Linked DNA regions of Mus musculus: regions 1 and 2 are each linked to region 3. The links are chromatin contacts, called in public HiChIP or PLAC-seq and promoter capture Hi-C maps. All regions are on one chromosome and are shown on one strand. Each heading gives the region's core, a stretch centred on a gene start, on an enhancer-like site or on the middle of the called end of the contact. The rest is flanking DNA. Distances are from core to core; before and after follow the strand shown.

Region 1 (3,441 bases), core at 473-2,972, 750 kb before region 3:
GGAGAGCTGTCTGCCTCCCGCTCAATCGTGTTGGGCCTGCAGGTCCTATAAGGAGATGAGACACCCTTCCCCTGTATTAGTCCAGGAGGCTCAAATTCATTCTCTTTCCTTTTCTTTCTTTCTTTCCTTTCTTCTTTATTTCTTATCTCTTTCTTTTTACTTTTCTTTCTTTTTTTTTTCATTTTTCCGAGCTCTGCCTGTCCTAGAACTTGTTCTGTGACCAGAGTGATCCCAAACTCAGAGATCCATCCATCCATCCACACTACCTACAAGTTGTCATTACCACCCAGCTCCTTCCTTCCTTCCTTCCTTCCTTCCTTCCTTCCTTCCTTCTATTTTAGTTGTTTGGTTTTGTTTTTTTGAGACAGGGTTTCTCTGTGTAGCCCTGGCTGTTCTGGAACTCACTTTGTAGACCAGGCTGGCCTCGAACTCAGAAATCTGCCTGCCTCTGCCTCCCAAGTGCTGGGATTAAAGGTGTGCGCCACCACGCCCGGCCCTTCCTTCTATTTTAGATAGGGCCTTATGTAGGCCAGGTCAGCCTCCAACCAAAAATATAACCAAGCATAGCTTTGAACTCTGGATGCTGCAAGGGCTGAGATCACACACCTGCTTTGCATGGTGCTGGGGTTAGAACCCAGGGTTCCTGCACGCTAGGCAGATTTTCTAGGGGTTCCATCCACAGCTCCCGCTGATCCCCTTTCTATTTTTGGGTTTGTTTTGAGACAGGGTCTTGCTGTGTAGCCCAGGGTGGCTTGGAACTTGGGACTGTCTCACCTAATCTCCTGCGTGCCAGGATGGCAGGCATCACCAGCTTCTGTCACAAGTCCATTCCTTATACTCAGAGGGCCTATCTTGGTCCAACCCTTGCCCCATGGGGAGAAGCAGAGTCTGGCCTACAAATTCCAAGCTCAGGCCAGAGGGGGCGGTGAGACAAGATGGAGCCCATAAGTCTGTCAGATAGCACCCACCAACTCTAAGATTGCTAGGCAGACTGAACCTTTTTTTTAAAAAAAAAATTATTATTATTATTAAAATGAGGAGCAGCAGAAAGATTAGGTCTGACAAAAAAAATTAAAAAAAAAAAAAAAAAGCCAACCCACGGCAAGGCTGTTAGACGAGCATTTCTCTTGCCAGGTTTGTTTGAAACTGTCTCAGGCAGCAGGTTATGGAGTCTGCCTGTTTTAACTTCCTCTAAACATCTGGGGCACGGGAACTGTGTCTTGTCACCCACGCGCCTGAGAGGTGGCAGTGGCCTGCCAAAAGCAGCCACCTGCATCCCTGTCCTATACTCTAGGGAAGTCCCTGCGACTGCAGGACCCGAGAATCAGCTGGCAGCCCCGCGCGATCCAAGTCTTCTGACACTGCACTCTACCAAGGAAGTCAAGGGATTGGGGTCACCAGGCCATCCCTCTGCCTCTCATCAGCCTGTCCCTTCCTCTCCACGCCATGCCTGCCCAGGGAGAAGCTCCATCTCCTCCTGTCCAGTGTCCCTGATCCAATTTCCCCGCGCCCCTTAGCTAGGAGGGGACCCTCTCCTGTTCCCCTTCAGACACCCCCCCCCCCCAGACAAGGATGGACGGGCCCACCCGCGGCCGAGCACTCACCCTGACTGTCCAGCCCTCAGCGCGCTTGGCTCCAGCTCACGGCTCCGGCTCGTGGCTAGCGTCTGTGTCGCGGCCGGGTGGCCCGGCGGCCGGGCCAGGGCGGAGGACCGGCCCCCTCCCTCTTTCCGCCCGCAGCCGCTGCCTAGGCAACACTGCGCCGCCGTCACGTGACCCATCCGTGGGGCCCTGCCGCGGACCACGTGACCTGAATAGCTGGTTGGGGACCGACCCCTCCTACAAGATCTAGGGGTCTTCACTTCACAAAGTGCTATCATCCTCGTGGGACCCAGGTGGGTGGGTCCAGGCGTGGGAGAGCGCTGCTCCTAGCGAGTGACACTAGGGGATACCCAGCATCTGTCGTGGGCAGCATAGAGAGGTGGGGACAGGGTGTGAGTGTTGCAGAGTGGGTAGAGGCGTGCAAGAAAGGCTCAGCCTGGCTATATCCTGGTTTTCTCAGCTTGTGCAGTGACACCATTCTACTGTGGTCACGCAGGTAGGTGGCTCTTGGTTCCAGCAAGGCTGTGAGAACCAAACAATGCAAGGGACATGTTCTCATTGCTGAGCTCTGGGCACCTCATGGATGGCAGAGAAGGGTCGTTTGGACGCTGCGGCGAGGCATGCCCTGGCGAACACTGAGGTTTTACAACTGAGAAACTCAAACAGGAACGGCTCTGCAGGAAGTATACACTAAGTATACGCTCAGCGCCCCAGTGGGTGCCTCGTGGCCCCTCAGAGTGCTCCCTATTTGCCCGGTACGCTTCTGCTTGCACGCTCTATATAGGATTTTTCCATCTGTCGCAAAAGCATCAGACTGTGACACATTAACCCAAAGGAAGGAAAAATTCCACTCGTATCCAAATTTCCTGACAACTGGGAGTGTATAGATGTGACTGTTAGCAGTTTCCGCTTGGGTTGCCAAGTCAATTCACTTAGGATAGGTGAAAGCAACTCCTCCCTCCTGGCGCTGACCCCTCCTGACAGCGTGGGCCATCATAAGGCTCCACGTGTGCCTACATAAGAGGGTCTGAACCTGCGGGAGCCACGCACTCTCAAGGCAACTGCCTGGCGCCTGCAGAGCTGAAGTTTGAGTAAACGAAAACAGGAAGGAGACACTTGGTAAACTCCAGCCATTGCATCATGGATGACACTCTTTCAACAAGGGGTTTTTGCTTCTTGCGGTTATTAGGAAGCTTAGCTTTGGAGTAGGACTTTCCAGCGCCAGGCACTGAGGTTCCTCCACCGCCAGCACAATTATCTGGCATGCCTGGGCAAAAATGAAATGCCAACTGTAATTACCAGTCTGCCTAGGAGCCGCTTTGCTAACCAAACACAGGCAACAGCCCTTACTGTTGTTTGACTCACTTCCTCCTTAGAAGGGAGGAAGCCATGGTATCTGTCCTGTTGGAAGGAGGGTCGGAGGTTGGAGGATCCACAACCCCTGCCCCCTCTTAGGATCCCAGGGAGCTGACTAGGGGTTACCCAGAAGGTTCAGGTCCAGAGCAGTCTCTCCTGAGGGCACTGCATTGCTGTCTGGGCTGTCTGCCTGAAGTTGGTTGGTCTTGGCAAGTTACTTCCTTTACTTAAAAAAAAAAAAAATTAACTACATTTTATTTATTTAGTGGGGTGGTGGTGTGCACCACAATACATGTGTGGAGGTCAGAGGACAACTTGTGGCAGTTGGTTCTCTCCTACCAAGTGGCTGGAACTCAGCCTGTCAGGCTTGGCAGTGAGCGCTTTTTAGCTACTGAGCCATCTTGCTGGTCGGTTTTTTGATTTTCCTAGAAGCTCGAGGAGCCTGTCCTTGAACATCAGTTCTTGAATACACATAATGAATGTG
Region 2 (3,256 bases), core at 253-2,752, 570 kb after region 3:
ACTCTATCCCATGAACCATTGTCTCTGATATTTTCTCCCACACTATAAAGATGTGAAAATGAGACCCACCAACCTCTAAGAACCAAGGGTGGAGAGGGTGGGGGCATGGATGGGCGGTCAGACAGACAGACAGATGGGGACAAGGACAGGGACCAGACACAATGCAACTCACCTCCATTCTTTTCCAAGCATAGAAGTTGACTTTGGTATCTGGGACTGTAATATTTTCACTCAGTCTGGGACCTTCTGCACAACCCATCTAAAAGACACAGCCCCAGGTCAAAATGTCCACAAAAAGCCATCAGACACTCTGTCTTTGAATTTTACCGGCATGCTTTGGGAACCACCAGCTTTGTCATTCTTTATTTTAGACATAGTTTCATGTAACCCAGGTTGGCCTCACACTTGATATGTAGCTAAGGATCACCTTGAATTTCTGATTCTCCTACCACCACCTCCCAACTACTGGGATTGTAGGTTTATGCCACCCAAAATGTTTTGTGCAGTACTTGGAATCGAACCTAGGGCGTCTTGCACACTTTGCAAGCTCTTTACCAACTGGGCCACATCCCCTGCCCAGTTTTATCATTCTTGTCGGGGGGATGAAAGAGGTTTAAGGGTAAACATCTTATCTTGTCCCTAAAGGTAGTTCCAGGAAGGAACCCAAATTCCCAGATCCCTGAGAACCAGTTTCTTTCTTTTGTGGGGCCAGGGAGCTTACCGTGACATTTTCTGCCTCCTTGGCCTCTAAGATGTACCTCTCCAGAACTCGACTGTCGCAGATGAGGCGTGGGGGAGCACAGAGGACTGGGAGGCCCAGAGGAATCAGTAGCAAGGAGAGTAAAAGCAGCAGGGTGGGACGTTCTGGAAGAAAGGCAGGCTGAGTGTGAGGCCGAGAGGGGAGGGGGCCGTGGGACTGCAGGGGCCGGTTGGCTCAGCGAGACCCCTCTGCCCTTATAGTCTCTGCTGACCCCGACCTTGCAATTGCTTAGGCTCTGCCTGAGTGGCCTTCATTCAATCCCTCCGCGCTGCACACCCCACCCCCCAAGCGACCGGCATCCACTTCTCGGCCAAACTTCACTGTGGGTGCGCGCCAGAGGCTGGCAGATCCTGGGAAGCAGGGACTCCTGGACGCAGGTAATTCCTTTAGCAGCCTTTCACTCACAGAGCAGCGCCTCATCTCCCCAAAATCCTAAATTTTGTCCCTGTTCTGGATCCCCCCGCCTTTTTTGTCATTCACAGGGGGCTCCCCAAACCCCTTAGTGCACGTGGAGGCTGCCCCACCCCCCCTCTTCCTTGATCCTTGGAGAGTCGCAGGTCCTTGAACACGGTCGGTTTCCTGACCAATAGCTTTAGATGTAAATCCTTACTCAAACAGGAGCCCTGGAGGTCACAGGTCCTTAGCCTGTGAGTACTCACCGGGCACCCCCATCTCCGCGCCTAGCTGCCGGAGCTCCTTAGCGACCCGGGGCTGGGCCAGTGTCCACGCTGCAAGTCTTCATCCTTGGAAGTTCTGTAGGGCCAGATCACCCCACTAGCCTGGAAGAAAGTGGTCACTGTCCAGGGGGCGCGGGCAGAGTGGGGACGCGGTGGCCCTGGCCAAGGGTCCGTTCGGGAACACAGTGAGACACAGCCACCGGCCAGGGTTGGTCCCGGGACACTGTGGCTCCGGCCGGGGGTCGGGGATGTTATCAGCATGTGTGCGTGCGCGGGTGGGGGTGGGGGTGAAGCTGTGTGTGCGTGAGGGGTCGCCAGAGGTGGGGGCCACCTGGGGTCAGAGCAAGGGGCAGGACGCCTGGGTCTGGTGCTTGCTGGGGTGGAGCAGGCTGTTCCAGGCACACACGCCGTCAGGGGGGTTTTGGGGGGGGGGAGGTTCTGATTTCCAGGAGGGTAGACCAGGGGGGTGCGCATCTGAGAGATTTGCGGGAAGGTAAGCCTAAGGCTGAGGTAAGGATAATTGACCTATGAAAAGTTGGGCGCCGGAACACCTGGGGGCGGGGGTGTGTGGGGGGTGGGAGCATCCTTGTCTTGAGGCAGGGATTTAGATCAGAAACAACTAAGGCTGGAGTCTAGAAGGGGCTCGGATGCTTTTTCTTCTTACAGTCTTACGACTTGTTCTAAGGGTCAGGGTTTTCCCTGTTGAATAATGAATGGGGCCTCCTCCCCTCCCTCTCCTCGTTTTTCTATAATCCCTAAAAACCCAGAAAGGTAACTTTCAGAACAGGCCTGTGGGGCATTACTGAGGACGGGTGGGCAGGTTGATAGTGGGTTCTTGCTTTTGTTTATGCAGTGCTGAGACTGGAACCCCGTGCAAATACTCTGTAACTGAGCTCCCACTGAGCTGGGGGATTCTAGGCAGGGGCTCTACTTCTGAGCCACACCCCCAGCCCCTCACTGGGGGATTCTAGGCAGGGGCTCTACAGATGAGCCAGGTCTCCAGATCCAATGTGTATTTTGTGCAAGACCCTTTGCAGGATAAAAAGAGATACATTTTAATCTCCTTCGAGATCTATACAGCAAGACAAGTTCTGAACATGGCAGGCAGTGTATCGGAACTGGAGTGTGCAGATCTGAGGTGTAAGAGCTGAGGGTGAACGAGCTCATATTCAACCAGGGAAGTTAAGGCAGATGGGATGGCCAGAATCACTATGAGCTCAGAATTGAGGATTGAGCAGTTTGGATGGAACGTAATTCTAATAGGTATGGGAGGAGACTCAGGTATATGGGGAAAGTGGGGAATGTGGAATGAGATGAAGCCAGAGTGCTCTTTAGGAAGAACCAGGCTGTAAAATAGCCTAGAATGCTGTTCTGAATAACTCAGATTAAAAAGAGAGAGAAAGTGGGGGAAATTCACTCAATTCTTTCAGGAAATCTTCAAATGCTGGTGTGGTGGTGTGCTCCAGTCAGTCATCCCAGTGCTGGTGTGGTAGTGTGCTCCAGTCATCCCAGCACTTAGGAGGCTAGGGGAAGCTACATAGTAAAACTCCATCTCAAAAGATAAAAGAAGGGCTGAAGAGATGGCTCAGTGGTTAAGAGCACCTGTTACTCTTGTTGAGGGCCCAGGTTCTATTCCCAGCACTCATATGGTGGTTCACAACCATCCATCACTCCAGTTCCAAGGAATCCGATGCCCTCTTCTGACTTCTTTGAGCATCGGGCATATGCATAGTACACAGACACATATGTAGGCAAAACACATCAAATAAAACATGAACCTAATAAAAATGTAAAGATAAAAGAAATGTCTATGGACTCT
Region 3 (3,534 bases), core at 746-3,245:
TGTCTTTGCTGTATCAGTGAAATACTCTCCATGTGTTAAGATGGGAGTCATTTTTCCTGCTGCAGGTACAGCCAACTGCTCCCACTGCAAAAGGAAAAGCCGCTGGCTGAACTGAAAAACACCCCTTCTCCATTCTGCTCTGTCTCAGTTCATTCCAATTCAAGCTTTTGGATTTATTTGTTTATCAAGTCCTGTGTAGCCCAAGCTGATCTCAAATTCCCTATGTATCAGAGGATAACCTCTTGCGCGCACCCGTCTTACCAGCAAGAACGACGCTGCAACAGGATCCTTCTGCCCACGTTTATTGGGAGAGCTTGATTGCAGAGGCAAAAAGATCCCAAGCCCAGAACTGGTGCTGCTTATATAGGCCTAGGAGAGGCGTGTCTCACACCCGGATTGGTTGTGCTTGGGTTATGTTTACCACCTCATTTGCATGCCTACATCTGATTGGTTAACCTCTCTCATCTGATTGGTTAATTTTGGTTAATTCTCAAAACCTCATCTTGGCAAAAGAACTTTACTGCCTATGTATGCATGGTGGCCAGCGGAAGCCAGCGCCACCCTGCAACGGCACATGTGGCTTCCCACAATAACCTTGAATCCCTGATCCTTCTGCCTTCACTCTCACAGGCCGCCATTACCCATGCCCAGTTTATGTGATGCTACAGATGGGAGCCAGATGGGCTTCCTGTTAGCCAGGTGTCTACCCACAGAGCTGCAGGCCTCTCTGTTGCTCTTTATACAGCCTTTGAAAGCATGCCTCTTGTTTCCAAAGCCTCAGTGTGGCCCAGGTCCACTTCAGGATTCCAGATACTCAGCCTGTGAAAATCAAAATGAGCTCCGTCTTCTACATCTATAGTCTTATCAGAGTTTTGGTCAGATTATAGAACAAAGGCCATCGTTATCCAAACCCTCTGGTCAGGTGGTTGGCACTGTCTCTTGGGATCCCAGTCTCCTTAGTTACCGTCTCTCAGTGTGTAGCAAGAGAAAGATTCATACCCAGGCCTTTCATTCCTATTGTGTCCTGGAGTGAACATTTAGTTTGAAGGTTAACTCAGAACAAGCCGTTAGTAGTTTTCAAGATTTCTTCCTACCGTATAGGTTATTGTCTTAGTTATGGTTTTACTGCTGTGAACAGACACCATGACCAAGGCAAGTCTTATAAAAACATTTAATTGGGGCTGGCTTACAGGTTCAGAGGTTCAGTCCATTATCAAGGTGGGAGCATGGCAGTATCCAGGCAGGCATGGTGCAGGAGGAGCTGAGAGTTCTATGTCTTCATCCAAAGGCGGCTAGTGGAAGACTGACTCCTAGGCAACTAGGGTGAGAATCTTAAACTCACACCCACAGAGGCACACCTACTCCAACCAGGTCACACCTCCAAATGGTGCCACTCCCTGGCCCAAGAATATACAAACCATCACATTTATGAAGTATGTATTAATCGTAATAGCCACAGGTTCCTTTGGTCTACTTTTGTGTACAACAAACCTTAAAGGAAGATGGCTGAAGACAGGCTAGCCAGGTACAAGCTCCACTTAGGATATGCAGTGTCTGAAACGGCTCCGAGGGTAAATATAAAAAAGGGACTTTCTAAATACTATTTAAGTACTTATAAGGCAAATACTGTGTTTGAATTCTCCTTAAAGGCGTGGCTAGTAATCAATGGACTACGTTTCCCATAGCTCCTGTGGCAGCTTCTCTGCATTTCCTAGAAGGCTGTTCGCCCTTTGCTCTGGCCCTGATCATCCGTGGGAAGAAAAAATGGCAATGTATTCGTCAGCATTGTTTAAGTCAAATATCGTCTTTTGTCCTTTATCGTTCCCCTAATCTGGCTTCTGCTCCTTCGCTCGCTGGCTTGCAGAGCCCAAATAATCTGAGAATAGTCTCTGTGGCAACTACAACGGTTTCTAGGGCTACTCGGAGAAGCAGGAGGCTGTCCATGCCGAAGCATTCTGGGAGTTGTAGTTCTGGTTCCTTTCCAGGCAACGGCTTGTCTTGCTCTGCCTCCTCCCACACCAGAAGTGAGCATCAGGTGGTGGCGAGCGCGTAGACAGGGTGAAAGGTGTGAGGGTTAGCGACAGATCTGCGTATTCACCTTGCTGGTCACCGGCCACCACCACCTCGGCGCCAATGAATTTTCTGTCGCGAGCCCCGCTAACGGCTTGCCGCTGAAAACTCTGGGAAATGTAGTTAGGCGCGAGCAAGCTGTCGTTAGTTGCAGGTCTGAGGCGGGAACCGGGGCTCCTCATGTGTTCGCGGCTCGGTTCAGCCTTCCACGGTGAGGATTTTCAGCCGGGAAATCAGGACAAGACCTGGGACTGGATGCGCGGGAAGCCCAGCCCTGAGCCGGGGGGTGGGGGTGGGTGGGGGCGCAGGCCACCTCTCCAGTCCTGAAACCCCCCCCCCCCCCCCCCCGGTGATGTGACTCTGGGTTAACCGTCTAGTTCCTTCACGTTGTCCGGAATAGCAGAATGGATCCTGGTGATCGGAGCAATTAGGTGCTGTCCATGGGCTGGGGAGATGACACAGGGGTAAGAGAGCTTTTGCAACCTTGAGAAACCGCTCGAATCCCCAGCAGGGAGACAGGGACACAACCAACATGTGGGATCAGAGACCCTAGCCGCCAGCCTAGTCTACCTTCAAGTTCAGAGACGGACCCTGGCTCTGGGGAATGAAGCTGGGAGTAATAACTTCCTGTGGCCCCTGCAGTTGCACACGAGCTCTCAAGCATATGTCAGCATGCATACACCACACACAATAAGTAGTGATGGGTGCTGCCACAGCCACAGCCCTCCACTATTAAAGAAGAGGGAGCTGGGGTTAGAGTCGATAAGGTACCCCTCATCCATGGTCTAGCTGGGGCCGACAGACACAGATCTGCAGTACCTAGCAGTGTTTGCCCTCGGAAGCTTCACTGCTTCCTAAGAGCAAACGCGTTGATACTCCAGTAAATGACAAGGCTGGCGGGTGCTTTTGTTTGATTGGTTGGTTTTTGTTTTGTTTTGGGGGGATTTTGTTGTTTTCTGTTTTGTTTGTTTTTAGTCTGATGTTTGTTTTGGTTGTTGCCGTATGTATTTAGGGGGAGGGCATGTAGTGGTCAGAAAACTTTCTGGGTTCAGAAATTGATCCTTTCCTTTTGCCACGTGGGTCTGGGGGATTGCACTCATGTGATGCAGTGAGTGATCACATTTACCTGCTGAGCTATCTCACCACCTATCTTGGTTTTGTTTGAAATAAGGTCTGTATATGTAACCCTAGGCTGGCTTGGAACTTATAGTCATCCTCCTGCCTCAGCTTCCCCCAGTCCTGGGATTACAGACTTTAGGGAAATCATGATTAAAAATAAATAAATAGCCAGGCTGGTTGCACATGCGTGCGATTCCAGTGCTCACAAGGTAGAGACGGGGAAGTCAAGACTAATTTGAGGCTAGCCTGATCTACATAACAAGATGCAGACCAGGCAGGGCTACATAGTGAAACCTTGTCCCCTTCCATCACTAAAAAAAAAAAGAAGAGTGGGAGAGTGAAAGG

What was found. Promoter capture Hi-C pulls out the DNA fragments that hold promoters and counts their contacts. HiChIP or PLAC-seq counts read pairs in DNA pulled down with a chosen protein or histone mark.
Region 1: a contact with region 3 is called in a promoter capture Hi-C map of the HPC-7 cell line. The contact joins the promoter of Orai2 here to the promoter of 4933404O12Rik in region 3. A contact is called at or near these places in 6 of 39 promoter capture datasets (the 3T3-L1 cell line, the C10 cell line, the HPC-7 cell line and 3 more), 5 of 115 datasets of contacts at active chromatin or transcription factors (the SCID.adh cell line, craniofacial prominence, double positive thymocytes and 2 more) and 2 of 9 other capture datasets (adipose tissue and liver).
Region 2: a contact with region 3 is called in an H3K4me3 HiChIP or PLAC-seq map of bone marrow-derived macrophages, with 4 times the contacts expected there. The contact joins the promoter of Epo here to the promoter of 4933404O12Rik in region 3. A contact is called at or near these places in 1 of 39 promoter capture datasets (liver), 2 of 484 Hi-C or Micro-C datasets (CD4 T cells and embryonic stem cells) and 2 of 115 datasets of contacts at active chromatin or transcription factors (bone marrow-derived macrophages and embryonic stem cells).

The regions. Positions count from the first base shown.
Region 1 is chr5:136,168,934-136,172,374 of GRCm38.p6, forward strand. Orai2 (ORAI calcium release-activated calcium modulator 2) reads right to left here and starts at 1,723. Exons shown (of 3, transcript NM_178751.3): 1 at 1,605-1,723.
Region 2 is chr5:137,484,314-137,487,569 of GRCm38.p6, forward strand. It overlaps Epo (erythropoietin), which reads right to left and starts at 1,503. Exons shown (of 5, transcript NM_007942.2): 1 at 1,420-1,503; 2 at 722-864; 3 at 173-259. The coding sequence starts at 1,432. Gm36056 (a long non-coding RNA gene) reads left to right here. Exons shown (of 3, transcript XR_377150.2): 3 at 993-1,190.
Region 3 is chr5:136,917,151-136,920,684 of GRCm38.p6, forward strand. 4933404O12Rik (RIKEN cDNA 4933404O12 gene) reads left to right here and starts at 1,996. Exons shown (of 4, transcript NR_015555.1): 1 at 1,996-2,281.